Regions from separate parts of the Arachis hypogaea genome. Here region 1 is linked to region 2. A link is a contact called in public Hi-C data. All regions are on one chromosome and are shown on one strand. The core of a region is the stretch at or near the end of the contact, and the rest is flanking DNA. Distances in the headings are between cores, read along the strand shown. Region 1 holds the start of LOC112754799. Region 2 holds the start of LOC112754794 (arogenate dehydrogenase 1, chloroplastic).

Region 1 (5,290 bases), core at 1,113-3,612, 140 kb before region 2:
AAGGTGAATAAACCCAGTAAAACTGATAATGATAATCGTATATAGTTTAGCTCCATATCTCCAATATATAGAAACCTTGTAAAACTCACTAAAACATGAATAAGGGCAAGAAAGGAACTTGGATAGTAACAAACTTGCCTACATCGGATCATGGTGGGAGGGTTACATAGGTTATAAGCAAGAAGGGAATAATGAAATAGACAGGCAGGAGATTGGTTAGACCTATTTTGTTTTTCTCTTCCTACAAGATGAAATTGGTTAGAATTCGGAAGAAAGTTGGCACTCCTTAACTTCTTCGACTATGTGTTTCCTTCATCTACCTATACTCTTCAAATTTTCCAGAGATTGAGATTATTAAAAAGTCTGCATTCTAAGAAGAGATAAAAGGAGGATAAGAGGCTCGTTAAAATGTTTATTCCTATACCAATGGAATGATAAGTTCTAAAGATAATCTCACCAAATCCATGAACTACCAAAGAAAGTAAAAAAGTGAATTCAGTGTTTGAAACAAAAGACTCTAAACACAACTATGGCGCACTAAGTTCCTGTAGATTATGTTATTATGCCCTATCACAACTATCTAACCAAATAAATTGGCATAATCCATAAAATTCTACTTAGAGCATTTCGTTGCCAAATGCCAAGTATGTATAGTAAGGATTAAACTGCATCAGGGGAGAGCAAAGAAATCCGACCTATTTACAAATAATAAATAGTAAAATCAGCCTGACATCGAAGTATATTATAACTGTTAGTAATATTCTTTCTCTCGTCTTAATGTTATTCTCTTTTTATCAAAAAAAAAAAAAAAAAAAAAAAACTAAGTAAAAGATCAAAACACATCAACAAGAGAAATTAGATTTACCAAAAGGTAAAGATAGGAGATAACAGCCAAGAGAAGGGAAAGCTTCAAATGAGAAAAGAATAAGGGACATACTAAAATTTTCAACTTCTTTCATAATTTTCCTTATGTCCATCTCTTGATCCTGCATATCATTATGTTCACTTGGAGGCCCATGTCTCCCCCCTACCTTCTTATTCTTGTTCATCTTTCCCATCACTGCTTGAGAAATTGAAAGACAAAAATTGATTAGAAAAGTCACAAACAATTGAAAACTTTGAAACATAAATATATTCTATATAAATCTTAAAAATTAAAAATACGACATCAACCAAAGTCTCATAATCATAGTTTTCAGAACCAAACCAGCAATTGACCCGGTCATACAACCCAATCACTGGTTCAACTCACGGGTTCAACCGGTACACTAGGTCACAAACTCACAATTAAATATAAATATGAAATTACAAAACATAAACTTAAAATTAAAAATTCAAGAGCATGTCTTTACAAACACATTAATAATAATTAAGTATCAACTCTTAGACATTGGCTAATGATGCAAACATAGATAATAAACTAGACACTAATACAAAATATTTTCTCAATTTAAATGAACAAGAGCGCAAAACATGACATAATCAGTAAATTAATGATTAATAAACTAATCAAAAACATAAATTCAACTAATTTTATAAATCAATCCATCAAATACCATTATACCAATAGTCCAATAATGCCTGTGTAACAAGAGTCTCTGTACAGAAACTATCTGTTCTTACAGCAACAAATTCTTCTCAGTGATGATTTTCAGCAACAAATTCAACTCAGATATTTTCAGCAACAAAAAAAATTAGCTCAGCAACAAATTCAACTCAACAGCAACCATAAATTTAGCTCAATGCAACAACAAATTCAACTCGATACAACAATAAATCGAACTCAATACAGCAACAAATTCACAGCAACAAAAGATGGTTCAGTCATGATTTACAGCAACAAAATTGACGGGACAAGGGAAAATTGAAAAAGAGAGAAGAGGGGAATGCAGGGACTCACCAGCCACCATGGTCGACGGCGACTTAGCCACGAAACCGGGGAGAAGGAAGTGACGGAGAAGCCTCGGAGCAAGAATACGACGAGGAGGAGGAGCCCAGGGACAAACTGTTGCTAGCGTCTGCTTTTGCCGCCGATGACAACGAGCCGAGGGAAGGCGGAAACATACAGACCACGAGGAGACGCCGGCGACTGTGAGTGAAGACGAGTAGACGACGACGACGAGACCAGGGACAAGCTGCTGGATCTGGTTTCGTCTGCTTCTGCCGCCGGCGAGAGAGTTGGACAGACTGGGAGAGATGTTGAGAGAGAGAGAGAGAGAGAGAGTGAGTGAGTGCTTGAGACCAGAGACTGTGAGACAGTGAGAGAGAGGGAGAGACTGAGAGACAGAGAGAGGCTGATCTGCGGATGAGAGAAGAGAGGGATGAGTGCGTTAGGGTTCGACCCTTGGAAACGACGTCGTTCGATTTTTTAAAAAGCATGGTCCGGTTCGGGTTTTATAAACCGACGGGTCACCAGTTTTCATCAAAACCGAGAGTCAGTCCGGGTCTGCTGTGCAGGGGCAGCCCGTTGAGTGGCTCGTCCGAAACCGACCAGGTCTGATATACAGCATAAAATCAAATACAAAATGAAATAGTAAAAAAAAAAAAATTTTGTGACTTAAAATTTTTTGAATCAGGAAGATTATTAGCAAGGTTGCAAAAACCTAACCCATTAATAAATCAATAAAATAACTGATTTAATAATTTAATCATCTAATCGAAATTCAATCAATTTAATTAAATATAAAATAAAATTATAAAAAAATTAATATATAATTTTAAATATTTAAATTTAATAATTTTAAATTAATAAAATTTAAAATTTTATAATTTTACATAATAAATTATTTATTATTAAAAATTTAGTTTATAATTATTCTATTTTTAACATTCAACCAATAACACAATTAAAAATGATTTTAGACAAATTAATTCAACAAAATACATAACAATATAATAAAAAAATATACAAAAAATTAACGCAACAGAAAAATTAACCATCAACAAAATTATTTTAAAAAATTTAACAAAATACTGTTAACACGGTTATTTAACAAACATAAACAACATCAACAAAATTATATGACATTAACTATCATAAGAGTTTATTTCAATTTTATATAAAATTAATAAAAAAAAATAACAAAATAATCAAAAACTCATAATCATAAACATTAATCGGATATTTAATAAAGGTTTAATTATTCTGTTGGTCCTATAGTTTCACGAAATTTTTAATTAGGTTCCTATACTTTTTTTTTCTTTTAATTGGTCCCTGCACTAAATTTTTTTTTCAATTAGGTCCCTCTTAACAGTAATTGGCTTAATTTTATAGGGACCAAACTAAAAAAAATTTGGTACAGAGATCCAAATAAAAGAAAAAAAAGTGTAGGGACCAATTAAAAAAAATTTTGGTGCAAGGACTCAATTAAAAGGAAAAAAAAGTACATTGACCTAATTAAAAATTTCGCAAAACTATAGGGACCAACAGAGTAATTAAACCTTTAATAAATGTAGGTATTTTTTTGTGATTGAAAAATTAAAACAACCAAGCAGAAAAGAAAAACAAAGTCCAAAGAGACTAAGAAGACGTAAGCCGATCCCTTTGAATACTCGTCTCAAACTCCTTCCAAGGCATTGGAAGTTCTACATACTGAGAATGCAATCTCAACGCCGTCTTTGCCATGATGTCCGCCACTGTGTTTGCATCTTTCAGAATCAAGCGAAAATTAACACGCCACTTCCAAGTCATGATATCTCTGACTTTAAGCACCAAAGGATCTACACACCCAACATTATTATGAGAATTGTTAACAAGAATGAAAGCCTCCAGACAATCTGTTTCGCAAATTACATCTCTTTACCCCAAGTCTCAGGCTAAAAAAAAACATCTCCAAATTAAATAGCAAACAACTCTCCTTGTAGAATATTGTAGCTCTCTATTATTCCCAAATAGTCTCGTTGCCAATTTTTGTTCCAGTCTCTGCTAACACAGGCAAAACCAATCCGATCACTAGAATTATAGTAACTAGCATCACAATTGATATTAAAAGTACCCATCGAAGGAGGAACCCTACAGCAACTAATCGTAGAAGGAATAGAAACTCGTTGCAAGTCAAAGACATTCTAAAACTCCTTCTCGAAGGCTAAAGCCATACGAGCCATTTTAGATGGAGGTCAAGGCTCATGCTAGTTAAAAATCTCATTGTTCCTAGCTCTCTAAATCCACCACAGACTAGAAAAGAATTTAAAAGGATGCTCTTTGCTATGGGACAAGCACTAGTTCTTCAAATCCAGAGGATGACTGAAAATCTCCAGAGTCTGCCAAACAAGCTGAGCTTTTGGGCAATTCTGAATACAATGAAAAACTGTTTCCTGGCAAGTCAAGCAACTGGGGCAACTATTTTTAGGTGACAAGCTTCTCCTAGGACAAAAAACAGCAGTGGGTAATGCCTCTTGCAGACAAAGTCAAGCCAAGAATTTGATCTTTTTTTGGAACAAACGGGCGCCAAAGCCAAAGCCAATTTCCTCTCTCTCCCATCTAGACATCTTCTTGCAGAGACATAAGTAGTCATTCCGAGCATCATAAACCTTAGCCGGCTCACCGAACCAAGTTTAGCCTACCACTGAACCTGCTTGCACATCCGGGTTGTAGGAGAGAATGCTTTCATACAAAATATGCTGAAAAGGAGAATAAACATTCTCAAGATGCCACTCTCCAACCGACCATAGATCTAAAATATGGATATCTGAGTCAAAAATGTGAACATAATCCATCTCATTACAAAGCTGCCCCCTCGTTCCTCCATTTAGAGAACCAAAAATTGTGATCCAAATCTCCAATGCACCAATCAAAACCATCCTTCAAAATATCCCAAATTTTACACAGACTTCTCCAAACATGAGATCCGTTATCCATAGAACGGCTGAAAGCGTCATCCAAAGAAAAATAGTATTTAGCTGCCAACAGTTGAACCCAAAGCTTGTGGGGATGATGAAAGAGTTGCCAAACTAGCTTCCCAAGAAGAACAACATTAGCACAAAATGAATCTCAAATTTTCAAACCACCAAACTTCTTAGAAGTGACCAACACCTTCCAGCTAATAAGATTCAGCCCCCGACCATTGGCTTGACCTTTCCATAGAAAATTCCTCATCATAGATGCTATAAAATATGTTATACCTTTGGGAAAGAGAGAGACTTGCATAGGGTAAGTCAGAATAGCCACTACAAACCAAATTAATCAAGCAGCGCCTTCCTGCCCTGTTGAGTAAACGCCATTTCCAACTGGTTAGCCGTCTTTGGATCTTATCTAGAACCTCATTAAAAGAAGCCCGGGTCACCCTAGAAT
Region 2 (5,780 bases), core at 2,925-5,424:
TAAACATTAAAATATGTATAATTAAAATTTATTTAATTAATAAAGATTATATATAAAGAATGTTTAAGAAAGAATCAATAATAAAAACATTAAACGTATATTAAATTGCTATATATGATTTTTAATGTAAAAAAAGATAGATTAAAGAATGGCAGCATAACACCTTTCTGGTAATAAACAAAGGATTTAATTAACACGTATTTGAAAATAAGTTAAAATTACTAGTAATAACTTTTTTTAAATATTTTACTTTAACAAATATATAATAAATCATAAATGCATTAAAAATTTAAACTTTGTACATATGTTTTTATGAAGACTTTTTTAATTGGTAATTTTATCGTATGTCATGTTAACTAAACCCATAAATAATTAATAAGATAAATTTATTAAGAAAACAATTATTGCACATTTAAAAAGAAAAGATTGGTGTTTGATTTATAAAGTCATTAAATTTAAAAATAATAAACATGGAAAAATTAAAAATAAGTTTAGCTGATATGTGCATTAAAAGTATATGATAAGATTATTATTATAAAAAAATTTAAATATTTTTTTTAATGAATACAAAAAAAATACATTGAAAATTTTAAATTTTTATATTTTTAATAAAAAAATTTTAATTTACAATTTTAACATGTATTCTTAAGATATAAATTAGTTAAATCTGTTAAAAATATATAAAAATTACGTTCAAATATATAATAATTGTAAATTAGGTGAACAAAGGTAAAACAGAAATTGAGATTAATTAATATTATTCTATCATTTATTATACTGTAAAGTAATTATAAAAAATTTAATTTACCTAATATTTTAAAAAAATTGATTTTTAGACATTATTAATATAAAATAATTTTATACATATATTTAATTTAATAATAAAATAAAAAAATAATTATGTTTTATATTAATACATAAATAATTTAAAATTTAGAATTTAAGATATATAATCATTTAAAAACTTAAATGTATTTGTAAACTATTACGTAAAATATCCTTACATACAAATTAGGATTTTTTTAAAATAAATAATTTAATTATTTTATTTATCGAAATATGTAATTCATAGCGTATTTATCAATTTATATCATTTGGCTTATCTCATTTAAACAGTAAACGAAATATTTAGAGTTTGAAAAAATACATATATCTTGTTTATAGTGTAAACGAGATATATGTATTATTATAAAAAACGATTACACTTAAAAGAATACATTAAATTTATTTTTAAATTTGTAACAGGTATAAAAAATATGTATATTTAAATTTTTAATATTTAGAAGAGTACATAAAAATTTTATTTAAATTTATTCAACTTTCAATTTTTTTAATTTGGTATTTTCTTCCATTACTTATTTAATTTTTTTATTTATTATTTTTCTAAATTTCTATAAATTAGATTTAAAACCGTTCATTATTCTATTTAAAGTAAGTATATGATAAAAAAAATTAAAATATTCTATTAATGTAGAGATTTCCCCTTCACTCTTCTAGAGAAATAGCTTAACGTTTCAAATGAATATGGGAATGTGCTGTTTCAAATTCTCTTTAAAAAATAGTGGGTAGTTTGAAATTTAATTAAATAATAAAATTAAATTTAAAAAGAAAAAAAAAACTCAGAGTTTAAAAATTTGAATGAACTATACGCAAAGAAGATTGACTTTTTAAATAATATAATGTGAAAATTCAGGTACAGTCAACTTTATGTGAAGTTGATAGATAAGTGTTGTTAGATGAAAATTTAGTTAAATTAGTCAAATTATCTAATAATTCTCAACTATCAACTTCACCTAAAGTCGACTGCACCTGAATTTCTACCGTAATATAATAGAAAAGGGAAGAGTTGATTGATACAGGATGTAAAACATGAAAAATTCGAAAATATTTATCAGCGGCACAGGATTTTGACTCCCAATCAAACAAACAAATTGCTCCTATTTTTGAAATTTCTTTAAATTTAATGATGCAATTATAATATTTGTTAATATTTCATTCCTTCTAAATAGTAATAAAATATATCAATCTTTTTAAATCGATCTAAATTAAATTATTAATATTTTTATTATTTTAAAAATTATATTTTTATACTTACAAATATATATTTTGTTTATAGGGTAAACGAATTAATTATAAGTATATCTCATTTACACTATAAACAATACGTGGAGTACGACAATTTTCATATATTATGTGTCTAATCTCGTTTACAATATAAACGAGAGATAATTAATTCGTTTACACGGTAAACGAGATAAATAATAAGATGCAAAAACGTAAATTATGTTTAAACAAGTGTAATAATCCGTGTGATAAGATTAAAATTATAATTTTAAGTTGTGTTGTTAAAATTAATTTTTATATCAGTTATTATATGTAAATTAATTTTAAATTAAATACACTGTTATACGCAAAAGTAGGTAATGAAATGTTACACAATGCAAAAAAAGTATAGCATTTTTTGGACATTAATTTGGTAAAAATAAAAAGAAATAAAAAATAATTAAACATTAAAATATGTATAATTAAAATTTATTTAATTAATAAAGATTATATATAAAGAATGTTTAAGAAAGAATCAATAATAAAAACATTAAACGTATATTAAATTGCTATATATGATTTTTAATGTAAAAAAAGATAGATTAAAGAATGGCAGCATAACACTTTTTGGTAATAAACAAAGGATTTAATTAACACGTATTTGAAAATAAGTTAAAATTACTAGTAATAACTTTTTTTAAAATATTTTACTTTAACAAATATATAATAAATCATAAATGCATTAAAAATTTAAACTTTGTACATATATTTTTATGAAGACTTTTTTAATTGGTAATTTTATCGTATGTCATGTTAACTAAACCCATAAATAATTAATAAGATAAATTGATTAAGAAAACAATTATTGCACATTTAAAAAAAAAGATTGGTGTTTGATTTATAAAGTCATTAAATTTAAAGATAATAAACATGGAAAATTAAAAATAAGTTTAGCTGATATATGCATTAAAAGTATATGATAAGATTATTATTATAAAAAATTTTAAATATTTTTTTAATAAATACAAAAAAATACATTGAAAACTTTAAATTTTTATATTTTTAATAAAAAAATTTAATTTATAATTTTAACATGTATTCTTAAGATATAAATTAGTTAAATCCATTAAAAATGTATAAAAATCACATTCAAATATATAATAATTGTAAATTAGGTGAACAAAGGTAAATCAGAAATTGAGATTAATTAATATTATTCTATTATTTATTATACTGTAAAGTAATTATAAAAAATTTAATTACTAAAATGACTAAGAATTTAATTATAAAAATTAGAATTATATCAATATAATTAAAATGACAAAATATTTTTTATTGATAATTAGTTTAATAATGCATCAAATATTGATTTTATATAATTATAATAAAAATATTTTTTTTAAATTAGTATAATTATGAATTATTCATTAAATGCTAATTATAATATTATAATATAATTATAATAAAGATATTTTTCTAAAATAAATTAAAAAAGATATAAATTAATTATTATTAAATTAATTTTTTATTATTTACGTTATATATCATATATTTGCGTTGTTAATATCATTAGATTTGATCATATTATGATTAGAATCAAATATTTTTTATCATGATTAGAATAACCAGTGTCATTATCATATCATATTATTATTATTATTATTATTATTATTATTATTATTAAAATGATTAAAAATATTTTCAATTGATAATTGATAAGTAGTTTAATAATGCATTAAATATTGATTTGATATAATTATAATAAAAATATCTTTTAAATTAGTATAATTATGTATTATTTATTAAATACTAATTATAATATAATTATATTAAAGATATTTTTCTAAAATAAATTTAGAAGAGAGAATAATACATTCATTTTGGAGAGAAAATGAATTTATGAAGAATTGACACCTCATCTTTATTAGTTAAAAAAAATTCAATTTTAGTATATTAAGTAAAAGTAGATAAGTAAATTACATATATTGATAAATAAAATATTTAAAATATTTATTTAAAAAAAATCCTCCAAATTAAACTTTAGGAAAAAAAAAAAAGAAAAATATAAAAGATTCCTCTTACAAATAACCCCTCATATATTGTACTCAAAGTTCTGGAACGATACGAAGCGGTTGAACTATGAATCCACGAAATTTGTGATTCGATATTTCGATTAGAAACTGTAACTACTAAAATTGAAATTTGTTGTTGAACCGTCGAATCGGTTGAAAAGCAATCGGTCGGACCGAACCAAAATCTGTACGATTTTCAAAAATTTTCCCTAACCAAACTGCAGCACCCTCGCGGCCTCACTCACAAACTCCTCCTTCCAGCCCCTTCCTGATTGAGAAAAGCAACCTCCAACGGCAACCCTAGCCTCCACTCACTCACTCACCCACTCTTAACCAGTTAACCCTAAAGGCCTCCCCAGTCCCGCGATTCATCAACTCATCATCAACACTCCTCAGCCAGCCACCACTAGCTGCAGCAGGCAGCAGCTCCTACCATCGCCGAACTCCTCTCCTCGGCCAGAGCTCGCCGTCGCCACTGGATTTGTGACTGATAGAGAGTGCCGTCGCTGAACGTCTCTGCCCCTCACCCTCTTCTCCTCGCGGTGGAATCTCTGCTCGGAGCTCTTCTCGTTGCCGTCGCGAACTGCTCCTGCTCGGCTGTCGTCTCCTCGCCGTAACGAGCTCTGTTCTCGGCGTCTCTCTCTTCAAGATCTCTTTCTATCTCTACGAGGTCATTGTCAGCGCCGTGTTACTCCGAGCTCACTCTGTCACCGCCGTTCCTCCCTCGGCGTCTCACCAGTAGGCCATTTCTTCAGTTTCATCTTTATTTTTTAGTTAGTTTTTAAGATTCTGAGCTGAGTTTGTGTTCTGAAATTGGATTCTGAAGTTATTGTTGGCATGGAGTTTTCTAGTTGTTGCGGTTGGTTCTGTTGTTGGCGAATTTGTGTTGCTGCTTCATTATAATTACTAATTTGGTCGCCGTCTCAGACCGAAGGTCAGTGCTCACTGCTCACTTGTTCTTCGTTTTTTTTTTTAATTTTTTTAATGCTCTGTTCAGAAATCAAATCACATGATGATTAATTGATTATTGAATGTTTTGTGATTTTATTGAAGAAAACCCTTCTACACTCCAATCTCTTTCCTTCGAGTTCAGAGATCAGAAGCTCAACCAAGAGAAAAATCCTAGCCTCCACCACCGCCGCAGGGAGCAGCCGTGTTTGCCACCGTCCGCTGCAGTCAGGGCTTGTCTCTTTGAGCTTCGTCCGCCACAGTCAGTGCTCACTTGTTCTTGTTTCTTTTTTATGCTCTTTTCAGAAATCATTGAATGATTATTGAGTTTACGTTTTTATTGAATGATTATTGATTAGCTTTCGCTGCTCTGTTCTGCTGTTGTTTTGTGTTTTGTGATCTTTTTGGGTAGTGATGAGCTGATGATGTGCTGGTTTGTGTTTTACTGTTTTGTGATTTAATTATGCATAAATTGTGATTGTCTTAATAATTAATTGAACTCCAATATTTTGTTCAAAACATTCCCAACCTTGCTGTCCTTGAATGCTGGAAATAGACTGCTTCTACCTGGGTTGCGGAAATTAGAGCTTTTATTCTAGCACAATAGCATTAATAAATCTAGCCTTTGAATTATTAGGAATCAGGTTATACTAGTGCTAGGAAATATGAATTATGTTCTATAAGCACCTTTTTATTTGGGCCTTAAGACTGACTTTT

Evidence for each region. A called contact is a pair of places that touch in the nucleus more often than the background predicts.
Region 1: a Hi-C map of leaf shows a contact between it and region 2, with 3 times the contacts expected there. The contact joins the promoter of LOC112754799 here to the promoter of LOC112754794 in region 2. A contact is called at or near these places in 4 of 8 Hi-C or Micro-C datasets (leaf and an unstated tissue).

The regions. Positions count from the first base shown.
Region 1 is chr16:121,677,648-121,682,937 of arahy.Tifrunner.gnm2.J5K5, reverse strand. It overlaps LOC112754799, which reads right to left and starts at 2,362. Exons shown (of 5, transcript XM_025802574.3): 1 at 1,901-2,362; 2 at 938-1,060. The coding sequence starts at 1,910.
Region 2 is chr16:121,536,228-121,542,007 of arahy.Tifrunner.gnm2.J5K5, reverse strand. It overlaps LOC112754794 (arogenate dehydrogenase 1, chloroplastic), which reads left to right and starts at 4,174. Exons shown (of 5, transcript XM_072219286.1): 1 at 4,174-4,853; 2 at 4,967-5,049; 3 at 5,169-5,325.